Regions from separate parts of the Mus musculus genome. Here all the other regions are linked to region 3. The links are chromatin contacts, called in public promoter capture Hi-C maps. All regions are on one chromosome and are shown on one strand. Each heading gives the region's core, a stretch centred on a gene start, on an enhancer-like site or on the middle of the called end of the contact. The rest is flanking DNA. Distances are from core to core; before and after follow the strand shown. Region 1 overlaps Setd7 (SET domain containing (lysine methyltransferase) 7). Region 2 overlaps Maml3 (mastermind like transcriptional coactivator 3). Region 3 holds the start of Cog6 (component of oligomeric golgi complex 6).

Region 1 (3,799 bases), core at 400-2,899, 1.5 Mb before region 3:
CCCTTCCCTCTGCTTCCAGGGAATCCAGTGACAACCACCTGAGATAATGATGAACTTCTAGTCTTTCTGCTTCCACCTCAAGTGTCCAATTTTCTGTAGTGCCAGAGATCAAACCTAGGGTTTTGAGACTACCAGGTACACATTCTGTTAACGGAGCCGTATCCCCAGGCCTCAAACAATCTTCCCTAGGGCTGGGGAGATGGCTGATCTTCCAGACCACCTGGGTTTGGTTCCCAGCACCCATATGACATCTCATAACTATTTGTAACCACAGTGCCAAGGATCTGATGCCCTCCTCTGGCTCCTGTGAACAGTGCACCCACAAGGTGCACAGATACACATGCAAACACTCATACACACAATTTTTTTAAAGTCTTCTTTAACAAGGAGTAATTAGTATAGATCCCTAAAGCTACCCATACCTGATATACCTTTTTGAAGAGGAAGATAACATTTACAGCTAATGGTGATTTTTAGTCTTACCAGACAAGAAAGCATTCCCCAGCTTTTCAAAGCCAGATAACAGAGAAAGACCATTTCTTAGTTAAATGCCAAGACGGCTGTTTACACAAAAGGTGACAACGAATCAGCTATATCCAACAAAGGGGTTAAAGCAGCGGTCAGCTAGCTACAGGTCAAATCTGACTGCTGCTCATTTTTGTTGATAAAGTTTTATTGAGACACAGTTGCCTCCCCCAGTTTGCTGAAGACTGTGTCTGACTGCTGCTGGGCTCAGAGGGAGAGATGAGTCTGTGCATCAGACAACACAAGGCCCCCAAGCTTCCACATTGTTACTCAGGGTGAAAAAGGTTCCTACGAATAGCTTTACAAGAAAAGCACTCTCGGTTGTGGAGTGGATGTAATAGAAACTTATGCTCCACCAACAAAGCTTTCATTTCTTCATGCGCTGTGATGGATGGCTCTGCTAGAGGCTGGACATCTGTAATTTTGGCTTATTTTTATGGACTAGAAAGCTGAATTATTGCTTCCAATTCTGCTCCTTTCCTGTGACAGAATGATACATCTCGCCCTCTTGCCAGGTGACCTCATGACACTCCCTTCAGCGCAGGAGGGTTGTATATCCCCCACCCTGCTGACTCTGCTGTTAGAACACAGGGGAAGGCCCTGCTGCTAGAACACAGGGGAAGGCCCTGCTGCTTGGCTTCAGGTGTTAAGAGGTGATGAGTTTCTGCCAGTCTCTTCCAGTTTCCACTGTCTCCAGGAAAAAAATATGCCCTGGGGGTTGTTTTTCCTTTAGCCAGAGTCTTGGAATGAAGAGATGTGAAACAGACCTGAACCCGACTTGAATCCTGGAGCCCAGCCTAGTCCGGCTGAGCCTGGTGAAGCCCAAATAAAAAATGGCTGAACCAAAGCCAGCCCTCCGAACCATGCGTAGAACACAAAATGCTCGCCCCTGTAAACAGCTAAGCGGTTTGAGAGTATTGCTATGCAGAATTTCACAACAGCAGCCTCGCTTGATAGATACAGTTGGCCCTGTAGTCTTTTGGGGCTAACACAGAAAACAGTCTGCACCCTGGCCCTGGGCCAGAACCTCTTGTCAAAAAAGGACATTTTTCTCCCTGCCTGTGGCACTGCGGGATCAGCTCGGTCAGGCAGACCAGGAGAAGGCTTGTTTCTCAGCTGGGAGCAGAAAGTAAACAAGAGCTAACCTATGCGCTGGGGGTTGGGGACTGTCCTTACTCAGAAGTAGACCAGCTGCTGGAGAGTGAGAAGCTGAAGGGCAGCCAACTGCATAGGTTAGGCGTGAAATGGCCAGACTTGACTAGGCGGGGAGCTTTTATGATCGCCATTATTTGTTGTCTTTCTACACTGTCTTCCCTTATGAATAAGGAAGTTGCTTTATGGTCCAAGGGTCAGGCTGCAGAGAATAGAAGTTGTGCTGAAAGTACAGGTCAGGCTAGAAAGGAGGAGGCTAGCGGGAGCCCTGACAGGACCTGTAACATGGCTCTGTGGGTGAAAGCGCCTGCTTTCAAGCCTGACTCCTTCCACATGGTGGAAGGAAAGAACTGGTTTCAGAAGTTGTTCTCTAATTTGTACGTGCTTGCTTCCCCATCCACCCAGAGTCCTGAGAAAGGGGACATTTGAAAGGGACTGACGGACTGACCCAGCACCTTTCCTAGAGAATTCGTTCTAGGACGAGATGAACTGGCTATTGCTAGTGTAGACACTTCCTACGGTCAGGCTCGCTATAAGCATGTAACTGGTCTTCCTCAGGATACCCAAATCCTTACTTGGAAGATGTGCCAAGGAAAAGCGCTCATTATGGAGGGGCTTGGGGTTGAGCAGGAGCCCAGCCTGAGCAGAGAGCCACAGGAGAACGAGCGTGCCCACCACCAGGGCACACACAGGGCAGTGAAAGGCACAAGGAAAGAGTTACCTCTCAGACTCATAAGGGTCTGGAAGGAGAGCATCGCTGGAGATGCAGGAGGAAGTCGATTTATCAAAGTGGTACACGGAACCTAAAAGGCAAATCCACACGTGAGTTCAGGTGCAGCGCCCGGCAGCACACGCAGATGTGTTCCTCGTCATGGGAGGGCCCAATCAATCACACGTGCCAATCTGGTCACGACAGCTAGAATAGCTAAGTCGACCTCTGCCCATTTACTCTTTGATTAGGTTTTTGAATCTTGCCTCCCCCCACCCTCCCACTTAGTAGGAGACAGGGTCCTACTAAGTTGTCCAGCCTGGCTTGGACCTTATAATCCTCAAGTTTTTGAGTGGATGAGATTACAGACCTGCATTTACCAGCCCTGGTTTAGTTTAAGTCTTAATGGACAACCATCAGACTTAACTCTTGGGATTCCTATTTGTTGAGTTTCCTTTATTCAAGTGCCTTAAAAACCTGCTTGGGTACCTAAAATTTTAAGAAAAACAAAAACAAAAACAAAACAAAAACACTTTTTAAATAGAATTTTCAGACTTTTTGATTAGAACAAACTGGGTAATGGTTTTTAAATTTCTCTGAGGGTCTCTTCATCCCAGACAGTCTTTAAACTCTATAGCAGAGCCCAGCACATGACTCCTTTACTGAGAGTGAAGTCAGCCTCACAGAATTAAGGACAACATTGCTCTCCATGCTACATTAACTGTCATTTGGCTTCTGTCTGGTGGCTCAGCACCTGGGGATGATTCCTGAAGATAGGTATGCAACGGTCCTACAATCGCCGTTGGCTTTCTGTCAACCTTGGCAAATTCCCAGGGCTCATACACAAAGAAACAAGATTTGGAACCAGGAACGGGGTAGTAAACTCCTACAAAGCAAATTGTTTTTAGCACCAAGACCACACAAGCAATCCCACCAGTCAGGCCTTCAGTAGTTGTCATGGTTACCAGACCCCTTTCCTGTTGTTTAAAATACAACGTTAACCTACATGAATACCTCAAACTTAAGTTAGAAAACCCAAATCAGCCAGCGACAACCTAGGATCAGACCACTTAAGGATGTCAAAAGTGGAACTTTCAAGTGGGCAACTTGGTTACACGGGAGGCAGGAGAGCCGCGAAGCTAAGCAGGGAGCCCAGAGGAATTTAGGTATCACGTTCTCCCCAGGCCCCACAATGCATCTGTGGTAAGCAGCCTCTTGGGCTTAAACAAACTCAGACACCAGATACACAGGAGCCTGGGAAACAGCCTGTCAGAGAAGCAGGCAGAGGAATACAAGGGATAGTGTGATGGGCCTCCTTGGTTGTAAAACTTTACTACATCTGTAACCAACCAAAATCCAAGTGGCTCCGCACACCTGTGAGGGATCTGTTTTCTTAATTAAATCATTTGCCGT
Region 2 (3,683 bases), core at 68-2,567, 1.0 Mb before region 3:
GCATAGGCTGTGCCGCAGCCCATCGAGCCCTGCGTTCAACAGAGACGAGCACTTTAAAGCCCCTCTAAAAGTCAGCAAGGCAGAGCTGAAAATGCCAGCCACGAGGATATCACCACTTTGTGAGAAATGAAAATGTGCTGAGAGTGATTGCCGTATTTACGCCTTTCGTACTGCCCTTATCTAACTAGAGCAGGGGAATCAGCCCAGGAGCCAACTCTTCCCTGTTTTAACTAGGATTCAAATATAAGCGTCATGTATAATAACAGTGTTCTTCCACTGTTACATAAACACAAGCGATGACACCCCCTTCCATTCCTTAGACATCTTGACAATCCGAGCTAATACAGCTAATTCGACTCAAGTCCCTGAAAACACGGAACTACAATTGCCACTTATCAAGTGGCTGAGCCATTAAACTCGCCCCTGACACTCAGTCTCTAGGGCTTCCACGGTGACAACATCCAATCGTTGGATTGTGGTGAGTCACAGTCGCTAGTTTTTAAACTTCTGTGTACTCAACATTCAACATAATACTTTACTTTGTCTTATAGTGACAGTTGCTTAGTTACCAATTCTTTATAAATGCAAACTGATTTATCAAGATTTTTCAAGAGGTGAGTTTTACCAGTGTGTGACTGGGTCTCAGAACAGCCATGAACAAGAACGGCTGCACACACAGAGCTATCTGCCTCCATGGGCAGTAGGCCAAAGGTCAGAAAATAAAGAGAGTCAGAAGTAAAGAAAGATCGAGGTAGAAGACAGAAGTATAGAGGGGAAGGCCAGATGATGAACTAACTACTCAATATCAAACAAGCAGAGTTGAATTCAGAGCTCCTCCCTCCAATGGACTAAAGGTCTCAGCCCTGGCATTGTTTTAAAAATATCTATTCTTTTTAAAATGTCTAGACAATGATAAATACCAAGAAAAACAATGCATCCAGGGACTTAAAGGAGAAGGCTGTAATTCTGTCATCCAGAAAGATGGACTTTCTGCAAAACTACATGTGTAGCGATCTCTTTTTCAAGAGATGGGTAAATAAAACAGCAACTCTTCAGTGCGGTCTAAAGGCCTTCTATAGAAACCCACTCACTCCCTGATTCCCTCCCGTCTCAAGACATACCGAGTTACTATTTGTGACTTACTAACAGCATGTAAGTGAAGTCCCTAACTTCTACCTTCATGGGGGAGCTGGGATTGAACCCAGCGGTCAGACTGCAGACCCCGCGCAACTGACCATTTTATTAGGGTGCACAGATGAATAGGTGGATAAATGGAACAGCTACAGTGGCTATGTCTAACTTGTGGCTTGAAGGGCTGCAGGCAATGCTATGTATACTTAAAAAAAAAGGGGGGGCTGGCGAGATGGCTCAGTGGGTAGGAGCGCCCGACTGCTCTTCCGAGGGTCCAGAGTTCAAGTCCCAGCAACCACATGGTGGCTCACAACCATCCCCAACGAGATCTGACTCCCTCTTCTGGAGTGTCTGAAGACAGCTACAGTGTACTTACATATAATCAATAAATAAATCTTTAAAAAAAAAAAAAAAAAAGGGCTGGGTAAATAATCACGTGGTGTATTCCTTCCCCCGTGGTCCCGCCTTTGTTTCCAGTCACACAGAGCCCACGTGACCACGCAGTGATGCAGAGATGCGAATACAGGATGACATGTGTGAGGGACTCTGGCGCTTCCTGTGGGCCACGGGTGCTTCCTGTTAGAGAAGAAACATCTGCCCTGCCACTCTGGCACGGACTTTACATACAGTCTCAAGTTTCAGTTAGCGGTCCTCTCCACTTCCTGTCCCAAGCTATTGGGCAAGACTTGGTTTTCACCTTCCTGAGACCTCAAGAGTAGGGTAGCAGAGCGCCCTGAATAGCTCAGCGATATCGGGCTGCATCGGGATAGGGGTCGGGGAGAAAGCAAGTCCACCTATAGGGACAAAGCAACAAGCTATTCAAAGTCAAGGCTGTTCTCAGAAGCCACGGCTCTATGGACATGCTATACACATTTTCAGGTTGTTCCTCTCTTCCCTTTACCTCCCAAGTTCCCACTGAGGTCCATCACATCCACATTCATTTACCTAAAGCTCTGCTCAATTCGTTCCCTCGCTCAGTGCGCGCAATTTGGCTCTCCTATATTTGAAACCTATTCAAAAGCACTGACTTGTTTTACCTTCTTCTTTTTTTTTTATCCTTTCTAAGGTCAAAGTATAAACCAGTCATCTGGGGCATTTGGGACCATATAAAATTTCCCATCGTTCCAACTTCCCTGGTGAGAAATTTTTAAATGAGTACAATGAAAACATCCCGAAGCCATCAGGATAACTGCATTTTAGATCTACAGTGTTGGTCCTGGCCCGGATTATACAAGTGTGCACGGTGGGTCTGAATCACTCCTGTGTCTACCCAGATCTAGCTCTTGAGAGGGTTCAGAAAAAGCTCAACACTCAACCAGCTTAAAACAGTGAATTGTGACAGTTAAGATACACGGGGAGCGCTCACACCCAGAACCAACTTTACCTCTAGGGCGACTCATCAAGTACTGATCCATTGGGGCAGTAATGCCAGGTCTAGGACTGCCATCACTCAGAACTGGGAAAACAGCCAAGCTCACGGATGGCTATCTTGAAAACACCAAAGCCAAAGGAGCTGATTTCTAATATGTTCCTCGTGAAAGGGAATAATAAGGCATATGCCATTTCTTTTTTATAGAAATGTTTTAAGAAGAAATAAGGAATGGTTAAAAATACTTTTAGTTCTGCTGGGCAAGTCACTACCCAATCCCCAGAGAGTTAGGTTTTTGTTGTTGATGTTGTTGGTTGGTTGGGTTTTTTTTTCTTCTCAAAAAAAAAAAAAAAAAAAAAAGGAAATAGATCGGTGTGCTTTCTGCAGTTTCAGCGAGGACTCTGGGCCCAAAATGTTTTAAAGCAGAAAATTGGTAACACTAGAGATATTGTCAAAATACGATTTCCTCTGGTTCAGAAATGGCGAGAGGGAGGGCTGGAAGGGTGGAGTGGGAAGGAATTGTCATCAAAGCATTGTTAATACGAACTGAATTGCACTACAAAGGCGATGCTTCAACATGGAGAATAGAAATTGTTCTGTATTATCGTGGATTGACAATATGACAATCGCTCATTGAAAACGGGTGACAGCTGTAGCATTACAGCTCCGTGCACAAGGCGAGATGAATGAGTGGTACAAGTTCTTCCAGAATGGGCCCCTATTTCACAAGAGTCTGTCTCTTCCCAAAATAAATACATGCCAGCTTTTCACTATCTCAGCAAATTTAGCATCTCTTTACAAACCAACCTGCTACGGAGTGGCCTCAAAGTGCCAATGTCAAGTCCCTGCTTGGCGGATTTGCAGCAGCTGGGAAATACCAAGTCAAAATGCCAAGCAAGATCTGTACAGCTCTTCAGCAGACGAAAGGGCAAGGGATGGTAAAATGCCCATGCCCAGATGTGCGTGAACCGACATCAAACTAGCCTCCAAATCCACTGGAGCAGTTGTTGAATGTCTATCTCAGAAGCAGGTTCAGTCCACTATAGAGGTAGGTATGTCCTACAGCAACTCACTAACCTGAAATAACATTATGCATGCAACCTAAATTAACACACAGACGGACTAGAGGTACTTATACACAACTTTAGCTATGACAGAAGCCTGTCCTGCTTACCTAACAGAC
Region 3 (3,891 bases), core at 1,378-3,877:
AGAACATCACAGGCCACCATAGGGAACCATTTCCTACAGACTGCGACACTGTGAATCCTCATGCACTCCATCCGACCCCAGCAGCATCAACTCGGGACCATTCCTGCTTCTCCTGTCTGCCCGCTTCCCCATCCATGTTTCCTCTCGCCTTATAAACCGAGTTATTCTCGGGCAATTCCAAATGTAATTTTATCCACGTACTTACTTATCCTCATGTCACTCAGAAAACCAAGTGTTCCTCTCCACCTCTGAGATTCTTAGCCTTCACTCAACGAGACCTAGTAAGTTTAGAACTCTTTTATCAAGTCCTCGCTAAAACCATGTTTATCACTTCCATCTGATTTCTACATTAATATGTCAGTATATAGCAACATTAACAATGTAATATTACTAGTCATGAAATATTACACAATAAAGAAAGCACAACATAATAAATAACATTGATCTTCATCCCATGGTTGAATAAACCACAGTCAAGCATGTTGAATTGTTATTCATGTTGAAATAATCACCTTGACCTGAAAATTATATACCTTAGGAGATAACAAAAGTAACCCAGTACTAATTAATTTCCAATGAAGAAGTGATCACCTCAGGTAGTGCATTAAATGAGATAATATCTCCTCTGGAAAACCATTGAAAAAATGTGATTTTTTTATTAAGAAATTACAATTCTTAACATAATTTCTCAAAATAAATATTGTAAGTTTTTAATAGAGGTAAAGAATTTAGAAATGACAATAATTCAAATAAAAGCTTTTAAGTTGGCTTCTAGTTGACCAGTACATTATCAGATACATTGCAATTTAATTAAAAAAAGTATCAAAACACCAAACATATAGCTCTCCATAAACACTAAAAGAAGTTACATACCTCCTTCACGTCTTTGAAGATGTTTACAAACTCCTCATTGATGGCTAAGCTTCTGCGTTCAATATCACCACGTAAATTTCTTCGAGTCCGCAAACTATTTTCAACAAAAAAGGCTGAAAGGGCCTTGAGAGCTTCCAACATCTCCTGCCGAAGTGACAACAGAGGGACATCATTGGGGCTGACTTTTCAGTGGTTTCCTGATATCCAGCCAAAACTCAATAAAATTATTTTCAATTGACTTATTTCCACTAAATGACTCAAAAAGTAATATCTGACTTAATTAATAAGCAGTAAACTTACTTCCAGGACACAATTCACAGTCTACTTACATATAGTTATATATGTAAAGGTAGTACACAACAGAATTGCTTTGAACTTTAATATATTTGTTAATTTTTACAAGAAGGTAATTCCCGTTTTTCATTTAACTTTATTTTACATCCTGACCAGTTTCCCCTCCCCTACTCTCCTCACAGCCCCTCTCCCCTCCCTCCATTCCTCCTCCATTTCTGAGAAGGCAATTCTTTATGTAGTATATGTTCTGAGAGACTGTAAGTGAATTGTCAAAGTGTAGAAAGTTATAGCACCAAGTATCATGAGATAAAAATATGTACATTTATACTGGTTTGGTGCAAAAGAAACTGATTTTAGTATGCCAATTATAAATCAATAGCTCAAACACCTTTATTAATTAAAACAGAAACCTTTACAATGGACACATTTTTGCCAATGAGTTCTGGATTCTGTGAACTCTTAGGGAGCTTCCAGTTGTTTGTGAACGTGTTTTTTCCTGCACAAAGTTGTCAAGATGCTTGAAGAAGTGAGAGCCAAAGTCAGATAAATGCAGGCAAAACTTTATAGCTCGATTCACTCAAATTGCAAAGAGTGGCTTGTGTGCCTGGCAGTTGGGAGTGCTGGAGAAACGGGTCTACTATGTTGACCAGTCCTTGCAGCAGGGTTTGAAGTACTGTGGTTCACAGGGATTCAGAAAGTTTTATTCATCAGACCCGCAGCAAATTTCTCAAATCAGCGACCATGACGTTTTTGTTTTGTTTTGTTTTTTCTCGCTGTTTTGTGGACCTAAGGTCCGCTTTGAGAAGCGCTTTGTAGTTTCTTCTTGATGCTAACACTGGGCTTGTCATCCCAAGCTGTCCTACTCAGTATGGCTTTTGGTAGCATGTCACAACCCTATCTAGCCCAGGGCTTTATTTATAACTCAGCATGTTAATGTTCTGTTTTTGACACACAGGAGTCAAATTCTTGTTGACAGCTTATTTTTACTTACTTCTATCTTTACCCACGTCTTTACGGCTCCCACCTTACTGTATTCTTTTGTGCCACGTAGGCACGGCTATACCTGGCTACTCAAAGCTGCAGGGGAGACAGCCAGCTCTGATAAGAGCCGCGAAGTACTGCTCTAGACGGTTAAGGGGAGGGCGTGCGGGAAGGAGTTCAAGTAAAGGACACAGCAAGAGCGCAAGGGCAGGGCACAGCTACCCCAAAAAGCGCTTCCCTACGCCTAGGACAGCAGCAGCTTCTGCCCGAGACCAGGGGTCCGCCCCGCCCCCTCCGGTTACCTTGTCATTTTCTAGCCGTGTCTCCAGGATCTTGTGCAGCTTACGCGACAGCGGATTGTTGGGCTGCGCGGGGGTCGCACCTGCCCCATTACTGAAGCCATTGGCGGCCCCGGAGGCGGGGACCGCAGCCACCTCCCCGCTGGCGTCAGCCATCGCTGACAGACCCGGCGTAACGGAAGCACTGCGCTTGTGCACTCACTCGCGCATGCGCACACCTGGCCGCGCATGCGCACCGCGATCCGAGACGCTCTACCTGCCCGGTTTACTTTAAAATCCTGGGAGGCGAGGACACGCTCAGAAGAGATTGGAGGTTGTCTACAAAGTGAGTTCCAGGACAGCCAGGGCTATACAGAGAAACCCCTGTCTCGAAAAACTAAAAAAAAAAAAAAAAAAAAAACAAACAAACAAAAAAAACCCAACAACAACAACAACAAAAAAAAGAGGTTGGAGGTTGTAAAAGAGACTTCAGGAATCTGAATCTTGAAAAAAAAAGCCAAAGTAATAATGTAAAATATGTAAAGTAATAATGTAAAGTATATGTAAAATATGCCGAAACCAGTAGCTGGCATGCATGCATGATCAACAGAACTGATTGCAATTAAATTTCGTTTATCTGAATTCATCATTCTGAAAAGCATCAATCGAAGCTAGAGTATTTGCCAGGGCTGCTGGTGTGCACTGACATAAATAATAAACAAGACAGTAAACAGAAGGCAATGAAGAGACAGAGGAAAGAAATGAAATGCAGGCCAAAGTGGTTACTCAAGAAGGCTTGGAAGGACCTGGCCTTTAATTTCAGATTTAAAAGAGACCTAGAGCTGTGAGAAATCTCCAAATAGGAGAAAGCCTACATGTAAAGGCCCAGAAACAAGGAACTTTGCATTCTCACAAACTGACCAAAGGCAGTGTAGCTGGAAAGCAGTGGGCAAGAAAGTGTTTCTCCTGTATGCATGTGTGTATGTGTGTATGCATGCATGCATGGATGTGCACTGTATACATGCAGTCCCAGTGGAGGCCAGAAAGGGCGTCATGTCCCCCTAGAGCTGGGGTTATGATGGTTCCAATCCGGGGTCCTAAGAACTGAACCTAGGTCTTACACAAGAGCAGCTGTGCTCTTAACCACAGAGCCATCTCTTCAGCCTGCGATATCACTTTTTGATTTACAAAACACGGTGACAATTATCAATAATGGCCATACTGTGATAGTGTTAACTGATCTTTTTTATTACACCTGCAAGTTCAGATTCACATTATCGAGCTAGTCTTATTTATTGGCAGTTGCTCTGTGGTAGCAACTCTCTCGCCATAACATGTTACTGGGCACAGGCACCCAAAATTTCAAATCTCTATATACTAATTCCTGCAATCTTCTTTAATCCTTTTCAGCTACTACAGCAAAATGCTCTATACTTGGTAGCTTACAAACAATAGAAATTTATTT

What was found. Promoter capture Hi-C pulls out the DNA fragments that hold promoters and counts their contacts.
Region 1: a promoter capture Hi-C map of liver shows a contact between it and region 3, with 4 times the contacts expected there. The contact joins the enhancer-like site here to the promoter of Cog6 in region 3. A contact is called at or near these places in 6 of 39 promoter capture datasets (the 3T3-L1 cell line, frontonasal cranial neural crest, liver and 3 more) and 1 of 9 other capture datasets (liver).
Region 2: a promoter capture Hi-C map of pre-B cells shows a contact between it and region 3, with 4 times the contacts expected there. The contact joins the enhancer-like site here to the promoter of Cog6 in region 3. A contact is called at or near these places in 4 of 39 promoter capture datasets (the C10 cell line, liver and pre-B cells), 1 of 115 datasets of contacts at active chromatin or transcription factors (memory CD8 T cells) and 1 of 9 other capture datasets (liver).

Annotation. Positions count from the first base shown.
Region 1 is chr3:51,530,577-51,534,375 of GRCm38.p6, forward strand. Setd7 (SET domain containing (lysine methyltransferase) 7) reads right to left here. Exons shown (of 8, transcript NM_080793.5): 5 at 2,399-2,480. Among named protein-coding and RNA genes, the nearest start is that of Gm36008, 21 kb to the left of the region's middle. Within about 2 kb of position 1,650, at least 94 of the 459 cell types and tissues checked have an H3K27ac peak or open chromatin away from gene starts, as enhancers often do. A contact at or near this core is called in liver, where this site is marked.
Region 2 is chr3:51,998,549-52,002,231 of GRCm38.p6, forward strand. All of the region lies in intron 1 of Maml3 (mastermind like transcriptional coactivator 3), which reads right to left. Among named protein-coding and RNA genes, the nearest start is that of Maml3, 100 kb to the right of the region's middle. Within about 2 kb of position 1,318, at least 81 of the 459 cell types and tissues checked have an H3K27ac peak or open chromatin away from gene starts, as enhancers often do. A contact at or near this core is called in memory CD8 T cells and pre-B cells, where this site is marked.
Region 3 is chr3:53,014,596-53,018,486 of GRCm38.p6, forward strand. Cog6 (component of oligomeric golgi complex 6) reads right to left here and starts at 2,628. Exons shown (of 19, transcript NM_026225.3): 1 at 2,451-2,628; 2 at 874-1,017. The coding sequence starts at 2,603.